Regions from separate parts of the Zea mays genome. Here region 1 is linked to region 2. Evidence: chromatin contacts called from public Hi-C data. All regions are on one chromosome and are shown on one strand. Each heading gives the region's core, a stretch centred on a gene start, on an enhancer-like site or on the middle of the called end of the contact. The rest is flanking DNA. Distances are from core to core; before and after follow the strand shown.

Evidence for each region. A called contact is a pair of places that touch in the nucleus more often than the background predicts.
Region 1: a contact with region 2 is called in a Hi-C map of leaf, with 4 times the contacts expected there. The contact joins the promoter of LOC103646942 here to the promoter of LOC103646939 in region 2. A contact is called at or near these places in 6 of 25 Hi-C or Micro-C datasets (ear, endosperm, leaf and 2 more).

What each region holds. Positions count from the first base shown.
Region 1 is chr2:128,597,350-128,602,982 of Zm-B73-REFERENCE-NAM-5.0, reverse strand. It overlaps LOC103646942 (mRNA-capping enzyme), which reads right to left and starts at 2,561. Exons shown (of 18, transcript XM_008671549.4): 1 at 2,328-2,561; 2 at 1,676-1,821; 3 at 909-1,041; 4 at 625-776. The coding sequence starts at 1,813.
Region 2 is chr2:128,154,544-128,160,642 of Zm-B73-REFERENCE-NAM-5.0, reverse strand. It overlaps LOC103646939 (protein transport protein Sec24-like CEF), which reads left to right and starts at 4,133. Exons shown (of 23, transcript XM_008671548.3): 1 at 4,133-5,081; 2 at 5,610-5,843; 3 at 5,939-6,013; 4 at 6,092-6,099. The coding sequence starts at 4,254.

The sequences.
Region 1 (5,633 bases), core at 1,312-3,811, 440 kb before region 2:
ACAACTAGACCAACACCTTAAAACACTGGTTCAAAATCAACTGGAGAACATAACACTGGTGTGTGCAGCACAAAGAACTAATTGCTCTGGTTTATGTTAATACAGATGAATTCACCCTTTTGCCTTTTGCCATTCAGGGGGCATCAAAGGTGACAATGGCACTGGAAAAAGTTTGGAAGGATCTCAGAGCAAGCAATGATGGTATATCTGTGCAGGAGAAATATCATTGTAGGATGAAGACAAGGAAATGGAAGGATGATTTGCTGCCTGCTGGCATGAGAAGCCACAAGACCAAAAAAAAGGAAATTGCACATTGCTCCAAAAAGGTAGGTTCCTAACACACATATGTGGTACCAGACAACTAAGAACCACCCACCCATCAAACATATATGATCATCTAGCCCACCAAGTGCTGATTAGAAAATAAATACCACCTAACACCTCCTCTTTTTAAAACACTAGGGTTGTAGACAAGAAAAGAAACTCATTTCTAGGGGCAGAATGATGTCGATGAGCCAAATTTCTGTATACAACAATGGTAAATAGAAAAGAAGACTACCTTCACATGATAGTTAGGAGGAGGGGCTACAGTTTGGTCCACAAGAACAAGCAAGCAATACTTACTTCGCGGCCAGCTTTTCTTTGTTTGTTAACTAGTTGCTTTGAGGAGTACCGCTTCCCAGGAGGCACTGACTCATTGAATGTTTCGTCAAGAGGAACTTTAGATGGTATGATTTTATCTATTGGTTCCCCAAATGCAGGGCAGTCCAGCCAGCCTGAAATTGTACCAAGATATTATGTATAGAATCCACATAGGAAAAACGATAGTGAAAGGAAAGAATAATGCATAGGCAGGGGGGACACAAGGTGGAATATATCAGTAACCCAAACTGCCCAATACTTCGTACCCTGAGGTGCCTCTTTAATGCGACTATGTCTTTTGGGTTGAGGAGCATAATCATTCCTAATCTGCTGGGAATGTAGCCTTGACCCATCATCCTGCTGCTCTCTCTTTAGTCTCTTGCGTCTCTCTTCACGCTCCTGGCAAAAACAGCAAGATCACATAGAAGGTATGGTTAGTATCGATAAACCAGCTTGCAGGCTCGATATGAAAAGAAAAGAAAACTAAAATGAACTGTTTAAAAAGACACAAGGCCCTTCTGGCACATAGATAAACAATGCATGTGTACCAGTATGTATGCAGTATTAAGGCAGTCAAAGTAAATCACCCTTCAACAAGGAAACATATTGAACTTCAAAATAATGGTTCTACTACAAATCCAATGTATAATTCACTACACCTGTGGTGCACATTAAGATATTCCACTATTTAATACATATATAAACTATAGTTAAGAGGGTCCCTCACTTTGTGAGGCATTTCCTTCGGCTAATAATGTCAACCCAGCAAAGGTAAACGTGGGTACTAAACAACATTTATCGTACCTAATCAGCAATCATTAATAAGATACAAGCATGGTTTTTAAAGCGGTATGGCGAGACAAGGCGTTGGACTGCCGCCTGGACGCCTAGGCGAGCAAGGCGCCTAGCGTTGGACCACCGCTGAACGCCTAGGCGACGCCTTTAAAACAGTGGATGCAAGAGCAGATATGCCAAGGGCACGGACGCACAGTACATGGAATAAACACCAACACCAATGAAGATAGTTGTGTACCCGGCGCAATGTTGCAACAGCAGATTCAACATGTTCCGTCTGAGCATACCCAACCTCAACTGAATCATCATAAGGCTGTTGCTCATCATCGTCAGGCACCGGTGATGCATTCAAATCCATATTCGTATAGAAGGTCATTCAATGACCTACATATATGATGTAGTCAGTTCTTTTGGACTTGCACCTAACAGAAAATGATATGCTCAGACACTTGTATGTGGACAAAGAATGCATATTAGAGATGTCCCAAGCTACCAAAACCAGAAGCCAATAAAATGGCAGGCATTCAAAGAACTTGTGCGGCGGCAGTACAGGGCAGGCAAGCCTTGTGTGAATACACGCAAGTATGGAGGCGCCCCAGGCAATCATTAGAAGCCAATAGAAAAACAATCATTCAAGAATTAGCCAAAACAGCGCGTGCTGAGCGATGTCTAAGCCATAGAGCACGGAAGGACGGAATCGACGCGAGCCGACGCCGCTAAGAGCACACTGCACACATCCGGAACCAAGTAGGGTTCACGAGCCCTAGCCCACTTCCACCATGCCACGCTCTCAGGAGCCGCGCGGGACCCAGCCCGAGAAGGCTCGCGCGCTGAGCGAGCGGGACCACCTCTCACCCGGGGAAAACACAGTGGGATGGGAGGGACCCTACCTTGCGCGGAGGGCGGAGGTCCCCGAGGCCCACCCCTTTCTCCCCGCGAGGTGCAGCGTAGCGGACCCTTAACACCGCGCCGACGGGCACGGCGACGGGTGACGAAGACCGGCGGCGAGGCGGGGGTAGAGGAAGGGGAGGGATCTGCGGGGTAGGGTTTGGGAGCCGTCAGGTGACGGACGGACGGACGGACGAGGGTCGAGGGGAACAGCAGTCTCCAGTCGGGGCCGTGGTCAGGAGAGGGCGGGGGATTTATGAGATGGCCAGGTGAACTAGGCGCACCACGCGCGCTCGTGCGCCCTCCACGTGGCATGGACCGAGTAGTCGCCAGTGTCCAGCTCAAGAGAATGGTCACGGCAGCGACAAAAAAGAGTCTCAGGCTATCCGTACTCATACTACTCTAAATTTCTACTCTAAAAGGAATATTCTATCCCCGTCAGCAGTCATGTTTACTCTATATCACAATCCTCTGTAGTCATGTTTACTCTATATCTCAACTCTATACCAACTATCACATATTATATTATTTCTTTTCAATTTCTCTTTCATTTCCCATCTCAACTGTCACCTGCTACCTAAGCCGTGTGGTGCAAAGTCCCACTGAAACACATTCGATTGGGTAGAAACGTACGTACGCTAAAGATAGAGTTTCCTTTGGGCCCATGAATTTACAGTAGCTGATAGAGTCTCCCGCTGCAGTAAATTTTTACTCTATATCTCACCTTATATCGGTAGAGTATTCTTTACAGTTCATCGGTGCGGATAGCCTCAAAAGAAGGCGGTGTATAGGCAATTGGGTATAGGCAGACGGCAGACCAGGTGACAGCCGCACTTTGTACACCTTGTTTAAATAGAATTAGACTTCACTATGCTTCTTATTTCAATGGGTACGTATGCAATAGTTAAAAAAATAATATAAAACATAAATTTAGAATAATAAACATCAATATGATATATAAAATATCACTATGATATATAAAATCTATGTAGCAAAATATCATCACAACACTAATATTATATTGATGATATAAATATATAATATTATTATAAATACGTCGACCCGAATAGAATGGACTAGTGTCGAACAAACATTATAATATCGCACATATTTCTAAAAAATCAATATAGAATTTTAAATGGTAGACAAATATATTAACAATCGTATATACTAATCTAATGTTGTTTAGCAATATTGATAAGTATATGTTGTATGTTTTGCAGGGACGGTAAATTAGTTTTTCAGGAAATTTGATTTGATCCTACATGTATGTATATATGTATTTGCCATTGTTCTATGATAGAGTTTTAAATATTTCATGCAAGAAACAAAATAAGAAGATCATGGCATTATCCTAATTTTGTTGACAATAAATAAGCAATAATTATCGGAGACAAGGAACAAGTAAGTAACCCATGAATAGTGAGAAAAATGAATGAAAAATAAAAAAAAAACTCAATTCTTGTAATTCTTATATACATATGAATAAAAATATGTACCTTCAGAATTATTGCCATGATACCTCTTCTTATTTGTATAAGCAGTAAATTCAATATAGGCGCCATGGTGTGCGACCTATAACCCTTAAACTGGTTATAATAATACACATAAATGTCTAACAATTTAGACCAAAAGAATTCAAACCGGAGACGCCTCTTGCCGGGGATATGATCCCGGGTCTCTAGGGCCCGCCAGTGAGAGTGTGCGCCGAGGAAAGGCCTCTGGTCGTTGGAGCTCGTTGGTCAGCTGGAAAAAATAGGATACGTCAATCCTGAAAGAACCCACCCCTGTCGAGTCCCGCGGCATCGAGCTCGAGTCGGGCATGGGGAACCTAACAGGGGCCCGAGCGTGTCGGAGGGAAACCACTCGAGTGGATCATGCGTCCAGCCCCAGACTGACTCGTCGTAAATAACCGACCGCATTAACGAGACCTGGCATCGAGCCACAGGGCGGTGTCGGTTCGTTCCCACTCATGACCTACGAACCCGGCTGCACAGCACTCATGGCCTACGAACCCCCCCACACACACACGAGAAATTTGGAATTCTACCACTATGAAACATGGGTTTCTCTACTTTGCCATCGAACGAGTGGTCTTCGTTTATATGCCATTATCAAACTTGACACAAACTTTATACTGCCATTTCATCGTTTAATAAAGTAAAAAAGAAATAAAAGAAATATTGAGACCATTTGCCCTGCCTTATCCTTATCTGTAGACGCCACACAGACAGGAGTTGGAGGAGCAGGGAGAGCACCTCGTCTCTCGCTCTCTAATGGTCGGAGCACGCATATGTGTTGCCTACCTGCTCCGACGTACTTTGCAGTCAAAGGAGAGCAGGACGGGCAGTATCTTGGCGGGTCCGTGGCAGTGCACGCGTGGGAGTCACCGCAGTTGGCCGGCCGCTAGCGAGGAGTGCCACCACGACGGTAGAGCCAAGTAGCCAATGATGCTGGAGCAGGTGCGAGCGAGCGCCGAGCGGGCAGCAGCATGGGCGCACCACGCGGCCGCACGCACACGCCAGTGCTGCCATCGTGTCCACCACGATGCCGGAGGAGGCACCAGCAAGCGGGCAGCGGCAGCTCGGGCCTGCCATGCGGCTACACGCGCACGACAGCGCTGCCATCGCGTCCAGTCGTCCACCCCACCGATGATGCTGGAGGATACACCGACGAGCAGGCAGCAGCAGCTCAGGCGTGCCACGCGGCCGCACGCGCACCCAGCGCCGCCGCCGCCGAGGTCGCCCCTCCCGGCCGCCGCCTGCCCGCCTTCACCCCCGCGTCCGTTCACTGCAACAACGGAGTAGTGGGAGCAGAGAAACGTCCTTCTCCTTCTATGTCTGTCTTAGAAACGGTTGTGGGCACAGCTTCGGCTTCGCCGCCGTCGCCATTCGCCAAGAGCGTCACCTGCCTTCACGACAAGGGCAAGCGAGGGTAAAATGGTCTCATAATTCCCACGAATTTGTATTCAATGGTTTTTGTTTTATTAAATAGCTAAATGGCATTTTAGCGTATGGGCTTTGGTTGATAATGGCATATGAGCGAAGCCTGTCAAAATGATGGTAAAGTGGCGAAACCTATATGTGATAATGGCAAAATTCCAAATTTCTCCACACACACACACACATTATGGCACATTTATGGCCCGCGCACCCCTCAGCTTGTGGCGCACTCATGACCTATCGGATTTAGTCTAAGTGCACAGACCACTTGTAGGGTGCAACACAATAAGCCGCGCCGAGTCCCGGGCTACGAAAGCCAAGGTTCGATATAGCCTAAATGATGGTGCATGGGACCCACGTAGCCCC
Region 2 (6,099 bases), core at 2,884-5,383:
CTCACCTTCCACCAGTTCCATCTTGGTAATCATGGTGGCATTATTACCCTCATGAGAGATCTTGAGGGTATCCCATATTTGCTTGGCATTGTCCAAGCCGATCACTTTGTTGTATTCATCCCTGCATAGAAATGCTAGCAAAATGTGTAGTGGCTTGGGCATTTTATGTATTTGCTCATTAATAAATACAGGATTGTGAGTGCTATCGAAATGCATTCCATTTTCAACAATTTCCCAAATACTAGGATGGAGAGAAAATAAGTGACTACGCATTTTATGACTCCAAAATGAATAGTCCTCTCCATCAAAGTGTGGGGGTTTTCCGAGTGGAATAGATAATAAATGGGCATTCGAATTATAAGGGATGTGAGAATAATCAAAAGAATAATTTTGATTAACCGTTTTCTTTTTCGACGAAGAGTCTTCGTCGTCGTCATCCCTTGGTGAAGAGAAGGAGGCGTAGCTGTCGTAGTAGATGATCTTTTTTATGTGCCTCTTCTTCTTTCCATCCCTCTTCTTGCGACTTGAGCTTGAGTCAGTGGGCTTGTCATCTTTTGGCTCGTTGACGTAGAGGGTCTCCTTTTCCTTGTCGTTGATCACCATCCCCTTGCCTTTAGGATCCATCTCTTTGGGCAGTTAGTCCCTTAATGAAGAGTACGACTCTAATATCAATTGAGAGCACCTAGAGGGGGGGGGGTGAATATGTGATCCTGTATAAATCAACGCTAAATAGCACAAACTTGGATTTTGAAACGTTAGCGAAATCAAAACCAAGGTGCTATGTCAAGAGAGAAAGAGATGACTTCTTCACTTAATTGCTCTTTACAAAGTAAGTATTAAACTTAGAGCAATTATCAAGTGAGTAGAAGATCACACAAGAATAGCAACAAGTGACACGGTGATTTTTATCCCGTGGTTCGGCCAAGTAGAACACTTGTCTACTTCCACGTTATGGCACCCCAATGGATGAGGGTTGCACTCAACCCCTTTCAAGCGATCCAATGATCCACTTGAATACCACAGATTTCTTCCTTATAGTTGATATTTCCCTTGTGAGGAATCTCCACAAGTTGGAGTCTCTCATCCTTACAATATTGATCTCAATGAAAACCACAAGAGTTAGGGAGGGAAAGAAACACACGCAAAAACTAGAGTCGCAGCAACGACGCGCACACAAGTCAAGAACCGAGCACACAAACACAGCGCAATGAGTTCACAACTCAACAAGTGCTCAAATCTTAATCACAGATATCCGGATGCATGCTTGAGGAGTCTAGGCGTCTTAGGATGTTTAATGGAGGCTTGGTATGTTGCTCCATGCGCCTAGGGGCCCCTTTTATAGTCCCAAGGCGGTTAGGAGCCGTTGGATCTCCATTTGGTAGGCAATTCTTGTCTTCTGTCGGTTGGCGCACCGGACAGTCCGATGCACCACCGGACATGAACCGTGTCCGATTTCTTTCCTTCTTTGGCGAAGCCGACCGTTGAGCCCTCGGTCCCCTTGGCACACCAGACAGTCTGGTGCGGCCTAGTGACCATTGGCTCTGGCCACGCGTTGCCCGCTGATCACGCTGCCGACCGTTGGCGCGGGCGATGTTGGCTCACCGGACAGTCGGATGAATTTTAGCCATGGCACCCTCGGTGATTCCCGAGAGCAGCGAGTTCGTCGCTGAGCCAGCCTGGGCACCGGACAGTCCGGTGCACCGAAGGTTGGTGCAGATCTGGCTGTACTTTAGCCAAACTTCTCCAATCCAATCTCATTTGATTTAACAAGGTTCCTAGCACTTAGAGGAATATGTTAGTACCAAAAACAATTCACTAAGGCTAGAGTCATACCTTGATTCTTGATTTGCATCTCTTTAACACTTAGTACACATCACCTTAAAAACAATACGTGTTGGGCATCCAATCACCAAAACATTTATAGAAATTGTCCAAGGGCACATTTCCCTTTCACAACCTCGGACCTCACAAGTCCAAGTGTAGTGATGCACACATTTAGGGGGAGGGTAATCTATATTTTGACCTTTTTAAGACTAATAATGCTTTCAAGTTAATCGTATTTGTAGTCTCAAGGTATTTGAAAGGGAAATAGTAAATTTGGACAAAGACAGGGCACTTCCACTGCACTTAGATATCAAAGGTTCTTTGTCTACATTCACTTAGTTTTTATTACAATGAGACCATGAGGATTTCTCCGTTTTGGTGTTTCATGCTAAAGGGGGAGAAATTAGAGGCCAAAGCAAATGGATCGACCACCACTTGAGTTTTTAAAAGTGTTGAGTTTGAACTTGTCTTTTGATCCAAAACCCTCTTGATAGTAAAGAGGAACTCCCTTATTGTGAAAACTACTTAAAGGTTGAGATTTTTATCAAAGGAAGTTGCCTTATGTCAAAACTATTTTGATTTGTAAACTCGGTTTATTTGACTTAGAAGTGAGAAAATGGTGAAAATTTCTTAGTTTGCAAAATCAAAAGCAAGTGATGGCTAAATGGTCCAAATATGCCAAATATTTGAGAAACTTAGTCTTAGTCTTCAAATCACATCTTTTGATCTCATATTGAATAGCAATCTTGTTTAAAGTTAGTCATATTTTATTTGTTTTAGGTGTGTTGGCATAAATCACCAAAAAGGGGAGATTGAAAGGGAAATGGACAATTAAGCCATTTCTAGATTGAGATTTATTTATAAAATTTACCAGACCACTATTGTGCATGATCCCGTGTTGCACCAGACATTGTAGTAACGATTACTTCTGGCGCGTAACGACTGCTTCAACGAGCAGCAGACACGTGGCAGTCCAGTGGTGGACCGGTCCGGTCTGGTGCAAGCCCGATTTGGATGTTGCCAATCAAGATCCCAAGGACCTATCCTTGTTTCCGGTCTGGTGGTGCACCGGACCGGTGCGGTGTGCCATCCAAGAGCAGAATTTCTGTAGATTTTTAAGGAAGGTTCAAAGACTTTGTGAAGCCTTGGGGCTATAAATAAGCCCCCATTTTGACCTTCACTGTACACCAAGTATATCAAGAGCAAGTACTTCACTCCTACTCATTTGTGAAACACACCAAAGTGATCCGAGTGCCCGTTCTAGTGAGATAGTGTTGTGCTGCTACTGTGTGTTCGTGTTGTGGCTTTGTGATGTTGTTCTTTTGCTCTTATGTGTGTTATTCTCGACCCTCTTGCTGTGTACGGCTGTAAGTGACTCCAAGATGTGGAGATCCTTGTGAAGGGAAAAGTATAAGGAAGACTGTTGGCTCAAGTTGATTATTGGATCACTTGAGAGGGGTTAGGTGCAACCCTCGTCCATTGGGACACTATAACGTGGAGTAGGCGAGTATTTGAGGCTTAATCGAACCATGAGATAAATTGCCTTGTCTTGCGTGTTTGATTCTTTTGCGATTTATTCTTTCTCTCTCTCTAAGTTCTCAAGTTCACATACAATATTGTTCTAAGTTATAATTCCTCATCTAAAAGAGCAATCAATTGAAATAACTTTTCTTCCTTCTCGCCTTAACTTGATCTATAATTTGCAGTAACATCTAAATTAGTTCAAGTTTTTGTTTAAGTTGTGATTTTTGAGATGCCACCTGTTCACCCCTCTATGTTACTATCACCGGGACAATGGCGGTGCGCGCGCTGGACGCGGCAACATGGGGTACGGGGCAGTTCACCAACGACGACGCGCGGGGTCTATGTGACTGGTCGACGACAGTGCGCTCCTGGGGCATGACGCGGCGGTTGGGCATGGGCGGACACAACGACGCTGAGCCTAGAGGGGCGACACTAGGCAAGGAGAGGTGTTCGGGACAAACCGGACGAACTAGAGGGAACGAGCGAGAGAGAGCCGATCAATAGGCGGGCCCTTTCTTCGGCGAGCTTGATGCTGTGAGCATTGACGTCGAGTTGTCGCCACACAAGCGTTAGCTCAGCGCCCGGAACAGAGACATCGACACCATCAAAATTGGTGTAGAGATGTGATCCATTCATTTTTTTATTTATCATGTTTTAGTTAAAAATGAACTAAGAGACATAAATATTCGATAACGGTTAATAATGATGACGCCGACACGCGAGTTGCATTTGTTAAGATGAAACGTAGTTGTAAAAAAGTTTCGAAAAAAGATTAAAATGAAAAAAAGACGGCCTGCACGGCAGGCCAGACCGCCAGACCGGTCAGGAGCAGAGCACCCGACCGCCTTTCCTCCCCCGCCTGGCCGCCTGCCACCGCGCGCCAGATCCCGATCTCGCTGCGATCCATGGCGTCGTCGCCGCAGCCGCCGCCGCCGTTCGCCGCGCAAAACCCTACCGCGCAGGGCTCGGGCCAGGGGCCGCCAGGCTCCGGGGTGGGGGCTCTCCCCGGGGCGTTCGCCAACCTCCAGATCTCCCGCGGCGCGGCCCCGCCGCCCGGCGCCCCGCGGGGGCTCACGCCGCAGCAGGCACCGCCCACCTTAGCCGCGCGTCCGGGCCCCCCACCGTCCGCTGCCCGTCCCGCCTTCCCTGGCAGCCCGCCCGCACCGCCATTCGTGCGGGCGCCGACACCGTCAACTTCCGCCTCGCCGCCCTTTGGCGGACAGCCTGGGGTAATGTCCCAGCCGCCGCCACCGTTCGGAGGGCCTCCAGGTGCGTCGTCTCAGCCGCCGCCGCCGTTCGGTGTCCCCCCCGGGGTGGTGTCCCAGGCCCCTTCCCTGTTTGGAGGCCCTCCTGCGACGGCATCGCAGGCGTCTTCGCCTTTTGTTGGTCACTCTGTTGCTGCGTCTCAGGCGGCACCATTCGGTGCCCCCCCTGTTGCGGGTTCGCATCCTCCACCCTTCGGTGGGCCTCCTGGAGCGGGGCCTCAGCCAGCACCGCCATTGCGGCAGACATTCGCTGGCCAGCCTGGGCCAATGGCCGCAGCGGCAGCTTGGACGCAGCCACCTCCACCTAGCTTTGGAGCCCCGCAACAGCCTCCACCACCATTCGGTTCGCGGCCAGCTGGGCAGCCGCTCTTTGCTACACAATCAGCGCCTGCGGCACAACAACTGCCATTCATGGGGCCACCCAGGGTAAATGCCCCGGCGTTTGGACCTCCGTCTTGGCAAACTCAGGTGATCTTGCTAGTTCTACTGCAGAAGTTTAGTTTTTTTTGTAAGGGAGTGAGTGACACTGGGAAGCGGTGTCGGTTTACACTTTTTGTGGTGTTTCCAATCTCACATACCCAAGGATTATGTTTTGAATGTTCATCTGCTAGGTATTTTAATTAGGTTGTCTGATATGACATATGAGCCTTATGTTGATTGACCTGTAACCATGTGTGGTAGATATTAGATTTGTTATTAAATTATATTCTAATGACCCATAATTTGTTAAGGATTCCAAAAGTTTTGTGTTGCCTATGTTTCTGTAGTTATTTGTTTGGCTTAAATAGCATATATGTGGACTTTTGGCATACATGGTTGTTGTGATTACTAGCTTAGTAGTACTCTTATCAATATGACGTGAAAATTTCGAAACTTAATTTATTTAAGTATATGGTTTCATAGTGTGTGAGCAGAGAATTACTGAATCTTAAACTCCAGTGATTCTAGGAAACATAGAAGTTTGACCTCTGACATGCTCTATGGAATTATTTGTAGGGAGCTGGGTCTGGTGCAATGCAGCCACCTTTGAGAATGCCAGGCATTCCTGGTAGCATGCAGCCAAACACACTAGGACCCCCTGGCACCCCGACTATACCTTATTCTCCACATGCTGGAACCCAGGTATCAACCCCGTCCAAAATTGATCCTAATCAAATTCCACGTCCCATGCGTGAATCATCAGTCATCATTTATGAGACCCGTCAAGGTGGCCAAGCAACCATTCCCCCGGTATGTCTTAAAGCTTGGTGTCCATTTTCGTTCATATTTCGTTGCATGCTAAACCTGTTCCTGCCTCTCATAAAAGAGTAGTTTATTGATCACAGGCTGCATCTAGTGAATTTATTGTGAAGGACACTGGGAACTGTAGCCCCCGTCTAATGCGCTGCACTGTGAATCAAGTAACTTGTTTGATATAGCCTGTAATTCTCTTGTGTCTTTGTTTCTTTGTAATCTGCTGCTAATACATGCTCTATCAGATACCATG